Regions from separate parts of the Macaca mulatta genome. Here region 2 is linked to region 1. Evidence: chromatin contacts called from public Hi-C data. All regions are on one chromosome and are shown on one strand. The core of a region is the stretch at or near the end of the contact, and the rest is flanking DNA. Distances in the headings are between cores, read along the strand shown.

Region 1 (6,724 bases), core at 2,061-4,560:
GAATTGGGGAAAAGAGAGAAACAAGAGACAGAGAGTGGGTGACTATGATGTAGATGGGAAACTAGGAAGAGTATGGAGATCTAGAAAGAGTATGGAGTTCTAAGGAGGAGGAGTGGCCAAGTGTGTTAAATATTGCAAAGTGGTCTAATAAGATGAGGCCTGAAAACTTCATTAGAATTAGCAAGGAGAAGGTCTTTGATAACTTTTTTTTTTGGGACAGTCTTGCTCTGTCACCTAGACTGGAGTGCAGTGGCACGATCTTGGCTCACTGCACCCTCTGCCTCCTGGGTTCAAGCGATTCTCCTGCTCAGCCTCCCAAGTAGCTGGGATTAAGGCACGTGCCACCACACCTGGCTAGTTTTTGTACTTTTAGCAGAGATGGGGTTTCACCATGTTGGCCAGGCTGGTCTTGAACTCCTGGCCTCAGGTGATCCACCCGCCTCGGACTCTCAAAGTGCTGTGATTATAGGCGTGAGCCACCGTGCCCAGCCACTTTCATCTTTTTTTTTTTTTTTTTTTTCTCACTTTTCTCTAGGATTAGCCCCCCAAACTCGTTTCCTAATCCCTATTTATAAATAGCTTCTGGTCTACTTTCACCTCTTCAATAGCTACAAAGTGTTCGGTGAATTAAAAATAACCATCTACCTCCAGCCTGGGCCACAGAGGAGACTCCATCTCAAAAAGAAGAAGAAAAGCCATCTACTTTGTTAAACAGAACAAAGAATTTGCTGACATCTTGAGCTTTTAATATCTGCTCCCTCCTTTCACTTAGAAGTGGTTCTAGGCCGGGCGTGGTGGCTCATGCCTGTAATCCCAGCACTTTGGGAGCCCGAGGTGGGCAGATCACGAGGTCAGGAGTTCAAGACCAGCCTGGCCAATATGGTGAAACCCCGTCTCCACTAAAAATATAAAAAAATTAGCCGAGCGCGGTGGTGCACACCTGTTGTCCCAGTTACTGGGGGGAGGCTGAGGAAGAAGAATCACTTGAACCCCGGAGGCGGAGGTTGCAGCGAGCGGAGATTATGCCACTGCACCCCAGCCTGGGCGACAGAGCAAGACTCGGTCACAAGAAAAAAAGAAAAAAAAAAAAAAAAAGGAAGTGGTTCTAAATAGTAATATTTTGTCTGTCTTGGACTTACAAGAAGGATTCTTTTTTCAACTAAGACCTTCAGTAAATTCATTAAAAGAAAGTCTTTGTTTCTTCCCCATCTATTCCTGTGTCTCTTCATATTGTTCACTACGGTAGTTTTAATGTTGCTTTTTGATATTACTACATTTGGTTGCAGATTCGGATTCCCAAGTTTTCTGTGACATGATTGCCTCTGGCTATTTTTTAATTATAGGGTGTTTGTAACAAAACATCTTTTTTGTACTCCTGAGGGTTGGTCTGTTTGCTTATGTATATAAATCATTGTTGTTAATATTATGTTTGTATTGCATCCATAATCCCAAACTATCCTAGAATGTTCACTCCAAGAGAGCAGGGTTATCTTCCTTGTTCTCTCCTGGCACTTAGGTGCTCAATAAATATTTGTTGAATGAATGAATTTCAAGCCTTCTGAGATCGAACTCCTGAGCTCAGGCGATCTTCCCACCTCAGCTTCTCGAAGTGCTGGGATTACAGGGGTGAACCATGACGCTCAGCCTGAGTGTTTTTCTTGAGGGCTGTAGAATCTTTATGCTCACTTCCACTGTGACTTATGCTCACTTGCTTATTAGGCATGGATAAAACATCTTTCTTAAACTGACAGCAGATAAGGGATGCTGGAAGGCAAAAAATGTCTAGAAGGGTTATGGGAAGAAAGCGAGGAATCATTTCTACAAGTGGCAGAGATGACAGAAAGATGCTTTGAAACTAAAAATCCTTAAAGGATGGTATGATTGGTATTGTGTCTGTCGTTATGATACCTGCATTATTTAGCATGGAATTTTAAAGACAGGGTACACAGTTATGAGAAGCAGCCCTAAACTAGAACAAATATTTCCTTATTCTCAGTCCAATGCTCTTTACTATATAAGCGGCAATAAGGGATGAAGGATGTTGAGTTCAAATTCGTCTTCTTTTCCCATTTACTAGCTATGTCCCATTCTGTTCCTCAGTCCTCTTATCTGTAAAATTGACATAATACTAACCTCTACCTCTTAGGGTTGCTTTGAAAAATTCAATGAATTTATATATGTAATTCCCAGAATCAGTAAACACCCAAAAAATGTTTCTCAGGGTTCTCCACACCAAATGTTCGGTACATGTATTGAACTGTTCACAAAAGAAAACTAAAGACGTTTTATATGCAAACAGTGATCCTGGCCGGGCGCGGTGGCTCACGCCTGTAATTCCAGCACTTTGGGAGGCCGAGGCGGGCGGATCACCTGAGGTCGGGAGTTCGAGACCAGCCTGACCAACATGGAGAAACCCCGTCTCTACTAAAAAATACAAAATTAGCCGGACGTGGTGGCACATGCCTATAATCCCAGCCACTAGGGAGGCTGAGGCAGGAGAATCGCTTGAACCTGGGAGGCGGAGGTTGCAGTGAGCCGAGATTGTGCCATTGCACTCCAGCCTGGGCAAAAAGAGTGAAACTCCATCTCAAAAACAAAACAAAAAACAAAAAACAAAAACAGTGATCCTCCAGCCTCTGTCTATGTCTGATTTAAAAAAAAAAATTTTATTTTTTTCGAGACGGAGTTTCGCTCTTGTTGCCCACGCTGGAGTGCAATGGCGCGATCTCGGCTCACCGCAATCTCCGCCTCCCGGATTCAAGCGATTCTCCTGCCTCAGCCTCCCGAGTAGCTGGGATTACAGGCATGCACCACCACGCCCTGCTAATTTCGTAGTTTTAGTAGAGACGGGGTTTCTCCATGTTGGTCAGGCTGGTCTCGAGCTCCCGACCTCCGGTGATCCGCCCGCCTCAGCCTCCCAAAGTGCTGGGATTACAGGCGTGAGCCACCGCGCCCGGCTTGTCTGATTTTATGCTAGCTGTGTACAGTGGTGAGGGAACAGCAGCCTAGGACCACAGACTGAGGGTTCAAAAGTAGCCGGAAAACGAGCCACGCTGCAAGTTGGAAAAATATGACTAGCTGGCAACCCGCCCCACAGCCCGCTCTCCGCCCCCTTCCCCAGCTCACTCTCCTCGGGGCGGAGTTGCTGACAGTCATAGCCACCCCAACCGCGCATTTTCTCAGCGCTCCGCCCTTCCAGACACGATAGGTAGTGGGCCTCGGCCAATGGCAACACCCCGTCATAGGCGCGGTAGCCAATCAGTAGCCAGGAGTCCGGAAAGGAGCGAGGCCAATCTAGGAGCCGCGGCCGCCACCAGAGTAGGGCTAGCGGCGCGGCAGAGCGCGGCGGAGCGCGGCGCAGCGCCTGAGGTAAGATGGCGGCGTTCCTTGCTCTAAGCTCTTGCAGTTGGGCTGCTATTTCGCCTTTTTTGTCAACTCAGAGCTGCTGTTTCGCCTCAAAGCAGTGTCAGAGTCAGTCTTCTTCCTACAGGCTTCAAGGAGCCAGGATCTCTGGTGACCGGAGTAGGACAAAATGGCGCTCGCATGGACTTCCGAGGCCGGGCCCAGTCGTGTGCTCTGAGGCAGGCCGGGACAAAGGCGGTGTGCAGGGAGGCAGCGTGGCCGTCGCGTGGGCCTGGCGTTGTCGCTTCCCTTCATGCTGCAGCTGTGCGAGTCCTGAAGATACATTCAGCGTGGTGGGGTTCGGGGTGGGGCCGGGCATGGAGGGACAAGCTAAAGAGAGGGAAAGCCACAAATGCCTGTGGAGACCTGGGGAGGGCGGCGGGCAGTTAGGGAGCGTACCTTACGGGGCCGACTTCTGCCTCTCTTTTGGAAACTGCCCGCGGCATCTGTCCAGATACGGTGGAGCAGGAATTTTCGGGAAGGGTAAAGGCTTTCTGATTTTTATTTTGACCCCGCAGGTTTTGGTTATGAACAGGATTCGGATTCACGTCCTGCCAACCAATCGGGGGAGGATCACTCCAGTGCCCAGGTCTCAGGAACCTCTGTCTTGTGCATTCACTCATCGTCCATGCTCTCAGCCTCGTCTGGAGGGGCAGGAGTTTTGCATTAAGCATATCCTTGAAGACAAGAATGCACCCTTCAAGCAGTGTAGTTATATATCGACGAAGAATGGAAAAAGATGTCCCAGTGCTGCCCCAAAGCCAGAGAAGAAAGATGGGTATGTATGTATAGATATATATGTCGTTTGTCTTAAAGCGAGGGGGTGTGTGATATGATGTGGGCTTCAGCATAGCTGCCGCGTTTGAGATCACGTCCTTGTAAATTTGGGGTTATGGTTGTATCCTTGGAAAATTGAAAAAACGGTGAAGACTGGAAGGACCCTTGAATTGGATTACTTAGTTCACCTCTTTGGTTCTTTTCCCTTATCTGTAGTAAAATAAAGGCATATTCTAAATTACTTTTTTTTTTTTTTTTTTTAAGAGAGATGGAGTCTTGCTGTTTTAACCAGGCTGGTCTCAAACTCCTGGCCTCAAGGTGTCCTCCCATCTCGGTCTCCCAGAGTGCTGGGATTACAGGCGTGAACCACCGTGCCCGACCCTAAAATTAATCTTTTTTTCTTTCTTTTTTTTTTTTTTTTTTTTTTGAGACAGAGTCTCCCTTTATTCCCCAGGCTGGAGTGCGGTGGTGATCTCGGCTCACTGCAACCTCCGCCTCCCAGGTTCAAGCGATTCTCCTGCCTCCCAAGTAGCTGGGACTTAAGGCGTGCGCCACCACGCCTGGCTAATTTTTGTACTTTTTAGTAGAGACGGGTTTTCACCATGTTGGCCAGGCTGATTTTGAACTCCTGACCTCAGGTGATCCATCCGCTTCGGCCCTCCAGAGTGTTGGGATTACTGGCGTGAGCCAGGGCACCCAGCCCCTAAAATTATTCTTAATGGAGGGATGTGTGGCTCTATTTGGCTGTCCATGAATTTTGTTAAATAACATGCAAAGTTGTATATGTGTGAATTCTTCTGTAAGAGGGTTCATAGTTTTCATCATGTATGCAAAGGTATCTATGCAAAAACATAACCTGACTAGATAATTTTGTACATATCTTGTAGTTTTAAAATTGTGTCCCTGGCTGGTCGCAGTGGCTCATGCCTGTAGTCCCAGTACTTTGGGAGGCCACAGCAGGAGGATCACTTGAGGCCAGGAGTTGGAGACCAACCCGAGCAATATAGTGAGACCACGTCTCTACAAAAGATTAAAAAATTCGCTGGGCATAATGTCTTGGGCATGTAGTCCCAGCTTCTTGGGTGTATCAAGAGATGGGAGGATCACTTGAGCCTGGGAGTTCCAGACCAGACTTGGCAACATAGACTTTGTTTCTACAAAAAACTAAAAAAAATTTGCCGGTACAGTGGTGCATGCCTATAGTTCTAGCTATTTTGAAGCTGAGGCAGGAGGATCACTTGAACCAAGCAGTTTAAGGCTACAGTGAGCTATGATTGCATGACTGCACTTTAGTCTGGGCAACAGAGCAAGACCCAATCCCTTGCCTCAGCCTCCTAAAGTGCTGGGATTACAGGGGTGAACCGCTTCATCCGGCCTGTTACTTTCCTTTAATAAAAAGTCAATGAGTTGACCTTGGGCCAGTTAAATTCCTCTGACTTGCATTTTTAGAAATGAATGTAATAATCATTTTAATTCCCTGAAAATGATTTAAAGATTAGGGACTATGAAAATTATTGAATGCTTTCAAGAAGGGACTTATAAAATATTAATGTTTTGTCTCTTTAGGGTGTCCTTCTGTGCTGAACATGTCCGTAGGAATGCCCTGGCACTTCATGCTCAAATGAAGAAGACCAACCCAGGGCCTATGGGTGAAACACTCCTGTGCCAGCTCAGCTCATATGCTAAGACAGAGCTGGGGTCTCAGACTCCAGAAAGTAGTCGCAGTGAAGCCAGCCGAATACTAGGTAAGGATCTTCTCTCCTGGAATGAAAAAGGAGGAAGAAAGTTAAGGGGGAACTGTTTTGGGTTAGCACAATGCCTTGAACTATTTGGCAATATTGTTAATTCATCAGGAATTTGTTGAGAATTCCGGGATTGCTTTGTTGTTTACCAATTCTTTTGAATTTGAAGTAGTGTTTGCCTAGGTTTACTCTCCTGAGTTGGTGACCATTTCTTTCATTGCTTTTTTAATGCTCAGCAGCTTTGTTACGTAATTTCAGGAAACAATAATTTTAAGTTGATTTTTCTGTTTAAGAGGGCATGGTGTACTCATTTGTGTTGTAAGTAATCATACTGGGTTGTATTTTGTTAAAGCGTTTTTATTTCCCAGTGCCTTTGTACAAAGTTTTTTTTTTTTTTTTTTTTAATTTCAAGGTTTGGGTTGATAAGTAATCTAGTTTTGTGTGGTGGAGTTACAGAGGTGGGAAGTCTTAATGGCTGCTCTCCCTTCCTTGCCTCAGATGAAGACAGCTGGAGTGATGGGGAGCAGGAACCCATTACTGTGGATCAGACATGGAGAGGTGACCCTGACAGTGAAGCTGATAGCATAGACAGTGATCAAGAAGATCCCTTAAAGTAAGTTGTAACTCCACATAAGGCATTTGAAATGTAGTTAGTATGTGGAATGTGGCGCTGCATGCTGTTAATAAATTAATAACCTAGGAGGGTTGAAGACAGCCATTTGTCAGCAGTAAGAGATTCTGTATATAAAAGCGGCATGGTTCGTTGTCATCTTGCTTCAAGGCAGGATGATTCTTTTTTAGAA
Region 2 (6,724 bases), core at 2,601-5,100, 41 kb before region 1:
ACTTGGGTGCTGTTAAAGGCATTCAGTTTTATAAGGGAAGCAGAACATAATGTTTGAAAAATTTGCAGCCTGATGTGATAGAAAAGAAAAACCCATTTTCTGAGGAAATCTGCATAACTAAAGAGGAGCTGAATGTTAATACCCAAGACAATGGGGAAAATGTCTCCAGGGCATGTCAGAGGACTTCATGGCAGCCCCTCCCATCACAGGCCCAGAGGTCTAGGAGAAAATGGTTTTGTGGGCCAGGCCCAGGGTCCCCGTGTGTGCTGCATGCAGCCTAGGGAGTTGGTGCCCTGCATCCCAGCCATTCCAGCCATGGCTGAAAGGGGCCAACACAGAGCTTGGGCTGTGATTTCAGAGATGCAAGCCCCAAGCCTTGGCAGCTTCCACATGGTGTTGAGCCTGCGAGTGCACAGAAGTCAAGAACTGGTGTTTGGGAACCTCTGCCTAGATTTCAGAGGATGTATGGAAACACCTGGATGTCCAGGCAGAAGTTTGCTGCAGGTGCAGGGCACTCATGGAGAACCTCTGCTAGGGCAGTGTAGAAGGGAAATATGTAGGGTTGGAGCCCCCACACAGAATCCCTACAGGGCCACTGCCTCATGGAACTGTGAGAAGAGGGCCATGGTCCTCCAGACCCCAGCATGGTAGCTCCATTAACAGCTTGCACCATTTACCTGGAAAAGCCACAGACAGTCAATACCAGCCTGGAAAGGGAGATGGGAGGGAGGCTGTACCCTGCAAAGCCACAGGGGTGGAGATGCCCAAGACCATGAGAACCCACCTCTTGGATCAGTGTGACCTGGATGTGAGACATGGAGTCAAAGGAGATCATCTTGGAGCTTTAAGATTTGACTGCCCTGCTGGATTTTGGACTTGCATGGGGCCTGTAGCCCCTTCGTTTTGGCCAATTTCTCCCATTTGGAATGGCTGTATTTACCCAATGCCTGTACCGCCATTGTATCTAGGAAGTAACTAACTTGCTTTTGATTTTACAGGCTAATAGTAGAAGGGACTTGCTTGTCTCAGATGAGACTTTGGACTGTGGACTTCTGAGTTAATGCTGAAATGAGTTGAGGCTTTGGGGGACTGTGGAGAAGGCATGACTGTATTTTGAAATGTGAGGACATGAGATTTGTGAGGGGCCGGGGCAGAATGATATGGTTTGGCACTGTGTCGCTACCCAAATCTCATCTTGAATTGTAACTCCCACAATTTCCACATATGGTAGGAGGAACCCGGTGGGAGGTGATTGAATTATGGGGCAGGTCTTTCCTGCACTGTTATCACGATAGTGAATGAGTCTCCTGAGATCTGACGGTTTTTTAAAAAATGGGAATTTGCCTGCACAAGCTCTCTCTTTGCCTGCCGTCATCCAGGTAAGATGTGACTTGCTCCTTGCCTTTTGCCATGATTGTGAGGCTTCCCCAGCCACATGGAACTGTGAGATCTCCATTAAACTTCTTTCCTTTGTAAATTGCCCAGTCTCGGGTATGTCTTTATCAGCAGCATGAAAATGGACTAACACAGCTGTTTAAAAGAAAACATACATGACTACATAACTGAAAAAGTGCTTATTCTACTAAAAAATCTATTTTATAAGTGCTTATTCTGTTAATAGTAAAGAGTCTATGAGGGAAGAAGTTTGAAATCCTAAGTTATTTTCCCTTATAACCAGAAGTAAGTCATTTAAATCTTCCTGAACCTCAATTTCTCCAGGGTAAAATGGAGTTAGTACTAACTACAGGCAGTATATGGCAGAGGTGACCTGAAATGGAAACACTTCTGAAAATGAATGACAATCAAACATAGTAAGATCACCTATGCCTAGAAATGACAAAACCCAAAATATTATCAAAGCAAGACACAGGATTCTAATATTATCCAAATCTATCTAAAATTACCCAAATTTAATCAAGGTAAACTGAACGTGGTTCCAGAAAAGCAGGAAGTGAATGGGAATTGCGTGAATGGGAAGACCAACGGAATTAGATTTAAGATCTACACTTATTAGTGGTGTAGTGAGGGCAAACTCCCAGAGCCTCAGTTTCTGTGTTGTGGGTGTTTTGCACATTTATCTGACAAAGATTTAGGGACTATTTACTACGGCCAGGACTTTACTAGGTAGGTGCCATACAAAAATGAAGGCATTGCTCTTGCCTTCAATTTCAATACAATGTAACAAATATTATAACATTAAGGGCTACTGAATATTTCCTAAGTATTGGGTACTATTATAAATACTTTTTACTCATTAAATCTTTACTCCCTTTCACAATCTAAAACATAGGTATTATCAAAGAAAAGAGGCATAGAGAGGTTAACTATCTTGCCAGCACCAAACAGTTATCAGACGCTGGAGCTGGGATATATCCGGTTTTTTTTTTTTTGTTTTTTTTTTGAGAAGCAGTCTTGCACTGTCGCCTAGGCTGGAGTGCAGTTAGATTTAGGCTCACTGCAACCTTCGCCTCCCGGGTTCAAATCATTCTCCTGCCTCAGCCTCCCGAGTAGCTGGGATTACAGGCGTGCGCCACCACACTTGGCTAATTTTTGTATTTTCAGTAGAGACGAGGTTTCACCATGTTGGCCAGGCTGGTCTCCAACTCCGGACTTCAGGTGATCCGCCCGCCTTGGCCTCCCAAACTGCTGGGATTACAGGCGTGAGCCACCGCGCCGGCAAAGGAGCTGGGAAATATCTTGACAGAGGGCAGGAATTTGCTAATCTCTGCAAGTGAGGGGTAGTGGTGGAGGCTGTTCACACTCAAGGGGCAGTATTAGTTCACCCATTAGCAAACGTACTTAAAAATTACCTCTTGAGAGTTCCGCTGAATAAATGAAACAGTATATTTAAGTCAGTATTGTGCATGGGACATGTAAGCTCTTAATGTTATTAATTTCATTTTATTCCTTTAAGTTGGATCACTGCGGCGAAACGTGAGAATGTTTTCATGAGTTTGGCTACACATTAAAGCGACCTCTCCAAATGGGTTGTCGTATTTTACATTGCTACCAACAACGTAACAGCCTTCTAGTTGCTTTATGTTCCCATATACGAAAGAGCCCCACCATTTGATTCTGTTTTTCAGTTTCTGACAGCCTCACCTACTTTCTCTTTCAAGTTCATCTGCCCCATTTTTATTTTATTTATTTTTTAGACGGAGTCTCTCGCTTTGTCACCCAGGCTGGAGGCTGGGGTGCAGTGGCGCGATCTCGGCTCACTGCGACCTCCGTCTCCCGGGTTCAAGCGATTCTCCTGCCTCAGCTTCCCGAGTAGCTGGGACTACAGGCGCACGCCACCACGCCCGGCTAATTTTGTATTTTTAGTAGAGACCGGGGTTTCGCCATATTGACCAGGCTGGTCTCGAACTCCTGACCTCGTGATCCGCCTGCTTCGGGCTCCCAAAGTGCTGAGATTACCGACGTGAACCACCGCGCGCGGTCCATCTGCCCCATTTTATATCACCACTGCAGTCACAAACTAAGTTCTCCTAAGAACCACCAAGCGGCGCGTGGGCGGGCGCCTCATACCACTACAATTGCGACCTCACAACCTAACCCCGGGCGCCAACGCTCAATCCGGTTCTCGCGGGAAGATTCATGGTTTTTAAGCGAGAACTTCTAAGCCCACGCCACCTCCCAAGGGTCACGTGACGCGCCTGCGTCCTCGCCTCAAGGTTTTTTTCTCGTCGCATATTGGCTGTTAACTCGGCTACGGGGTGTCGCGAGGTGCATTCCGGAAGTAGGTCCTTTGACTTTTGCTTTCTTTACGGAAGAGAGTCACAACCCGGCGGTCGACGCTTAGCGGAAGTTCGTCAAGTCGCAGTTGCCCCCGCACAGCGGATGTGGGTCGCCTCTTAGGTGACGCTGGGAAGTGTTTGCAGCCTCCGCCGCTGCCTTCTGGTTGAAGCATTATGGAGGGAGACAGGAAGAACAACAACAAACGGTGGTATTTCACTCGAGAACAGCTGGAAAATAGCCCATCCCGTCGATTTGGTGTGGACCCAGATAAAGAACTTTCTTATCGCCAGCAGGCGGCCAATCTGCTCCAGGACATGGGGCAGCGTCTTAACGTGTATCCTTGCGGCCTAGGCCTTCGGCCTTTGAGTTGGTCCCGCCATGCTCTGGCGTCTAGGTCTCAGGCTCTGGTGGGGGACGAAAGTGGGGAAGAAGGTGGGCAGAAGCTGGATGTCTAGTTGGGAGAGCCCACGATGGGGCGGGCTGAAACTCAGTTCGCGCTAGGGAAGCGAGGCGGAGTTGATTTCCCGCTCGCTCACCCGTGCCACCAACCTTGCTGGGCATTCGTATCCTTCCCGGCTTCGTGTTTTAACCAGCCCTTCCAACTCTCTCTTCGTTGTGTTCTGATCGGCTCTGGTGACGTTAAGTTTCTCATTTTCCGCTGTGCCCTAGGGGTTTGGGTCTGGCAGAGGTTTCTCTGTTGAGGGCTGCTTCCGAAACCTAGTGTGTAAATTTCGAGAAATTCAGTACCTGAAAGTCTTATAAAGGGTGGTCTAGAATTAATGCCTCAGCCTTGGTCCAAAATCCATTCCTCATCTGCTAGCTGTTTAAGTGACCTGTCAAATTCTTGGTCGTCTTGTCTATAAAATGGGATGATACCTCTTGTGTTTGATTCTGTGTCCATCACAATGCTTTGCATTAAGATGCTCAATTAGTAGCTGCTGTTTTATAGAATTTCAGAGGAAAGATGTTAGTTTACGTTTGTAGGGGTTACCCACGAATCTAATGTTTTAAATCGTTTACAAAATACTGGGTCCTTAAGTTACTTAGAGTGGTGGTGTGTATTTCATTTTCTTTCTATTTCAAAAATGAGGTAACGGCCGGGTGCGGTGGCTCACACCTGTAATCTCTGCACTTCTGGGAGGCCGAGGCGGGTGGATCACCTGAGGTCAGGAGTTCGAGACCAGCCTGGCCAACATAATTAAACCCCTGTCTACTAAAAATACAAAAAATTACCCCGGCTTAGTGGCGGGCAGCTGTAATCCCAGCTAGTCAGGAGGCTGAGGCAGGAGAATCGCTTGAACCCGGGAGGTGGAGGTTGCAGTGAGCCGAGATCGCGCCACTACACTCCAGCTTGGGCAACAATAGTGAAACTCCGTCTCAGAAAAAAAAATTTTAAAAAAAATGAGGTATCCTCTCCCACATATTTTTGTTTGTCAGGAAATACACTTATTTTGTGGTGGAGAAAACTTGTATAGTTTTAAAGTTCTTTCCACTCTGTGTGTGAAAATTTTCTTGGGTGCAGCTTCTATTTAAATGTGTGGCTGACAGTAATGTTTGTATCTTAAGGGTGTGTGCATCTCAAAATGGGTGTCTTTTTTATCGCCAGTTTGTTTCCTGCTGATGTCCAGATGTGTTTCCTAAGCATCCTATCAGTACGGAGTAAATCTTTTTGTTCGAAATTCTATTTCAGTGTATCCTTAAAACGCTTTCCTTTTTGTATGTGTGTTGTCATTAAGGTTGTCAGCCAGGCGCGGTGGATCGCACCTGTAATACCAGCACTTTGGGAGGCCCAGGCGGGTCGATCACTTGAGGCCAGGAGTTCAAGACCAGCCTGGCCAAAATGGTGAAACCCCGTCCCTACTAAAAATACAAAAATTAGCCATGTTTGGTGGCGAGTGCCTATAATCTCAGCTACTGGGGAAGCTAAGGCAGGAGAATCGCTCGAATTTGGGAGGCAGAGGTTTCAGTGAGCCAAGATGGTACCAGTGCACTCCAGCCTGGGCGACAGAGCGAGACTCTGCCCCCTCAAAAAAAGGCTGTTGTAATTTGGGACTGCATCATCTCTCTACCCCATATTGTCTGCTGAAGTTTTTAGAAGTAAGGCATTTACAAGTTTTTTGTTCCTCTTCAGTTAATGAATTATCAGATCATTTCAGATGTTTCCTGTCCCGTGGATCACCACATGAGAAGGCTTGGTTGCCAGAGAGAAGTGGAACTGAAAATAATTTAGGCCGGGTGTGGTGGCTCATGCCTGTAATCCCAGCACTTTGGGAGACTGAGGCGGGTGGATCACTTGAGGTCAGGAGTTCGACACCAGCCTGGCCAACAAGGTGAAACCCCATCTCTACTAAAAATACAAAAATTAGCCAGGCGTGGTGGCCCAGCCGGTAGTCCCAGCTACTTGGGAGGCTGAGGCAGGAGAATTGCTTGATCCCAGGAGGTGAAGGTTTCAGCGAGCTGAGGTTGTGCCACTGCACTCAGCCTGGGTGACAGAACGAGACTCTGTCTGAAAAAAAAAAAAAGAAAGTAATTTAGTTGATGGAGTTTAGCAGGTGAGAGAGGTAGTGGAGACATACCTATGGGCCAGATCAGGGTGGGCGCTGTAAATCATATTAGATTATAGATATCTGCCACCATGCCTGGCTAATTTTTGTGTTTTTAGTCAAGGAGGGGTTTCGCCATGTTGCCCAAACTGGTCTCAAACTCCTGACCTCAGGTGATCCACCTGCCTCTGCCTCTACCCAAAGTCCTGGGATTACAGGTGTGAACCACCGTGCCCAGCCAGGCCTTATAAATTGGTTTTTTTTTTTTTTTTGGAGATGGAGTTTTGTTCTTGTTGCCCAGGCTGGAGTGCAATGGCGTGATCTTGGCTCTCCGCAACCTCCGCCTCCCATTTCAAGCGATTCTCCTGCCTCAACCTCCCGAGTAGCTGGGATTACAGGCATGCCCCACCACGCCCAGCTAATTTTCTATTTTTAGTAGAGAT

Evidence for each region. Hi-C and Micro-C count contacts between places; a contact is called where the count stands out from the background.
Region 2: a Hi-C map of CD4 T cells shows a contact between it and region 1, with 2.4 times the contacts expected there. The contact joins the promoter of CCNT1 here to the promoter of KANSL2 in region 1. A contact is called at or near these places in 3 of 14 Hi-C or Micro-C datasets (CD4 T cells, blood and fetal cortical plate).

Annotation. Positions count from the first base shown.
Region 1 is chr11:55,839,141-55,845,864 of T2T-MMU8v2.0, reverse strand. KANSL2 (KAT8 regulatory NSL complex subunit 2) reads left to right here and starts at 3,310. Exons shown (of 12, transcript XR_013401014.1): 1 at 3,310-3,369; 2 at 3,491-3,666; 3 at 3,921-4,180; 4 at 5,746-5,924; 5 at 6,420-6,534.
Region 2 is chr11:55,880,428-55,887,151 of T2T-MMU8v2.0, reverse strand. CCNT1 (cyclin T1) reads left to right here and starts at 3,850. Exons shown (of 7, transcript XM_077954022.1): 1 at 3,850-4,072. The coding sequence starts at 3,912.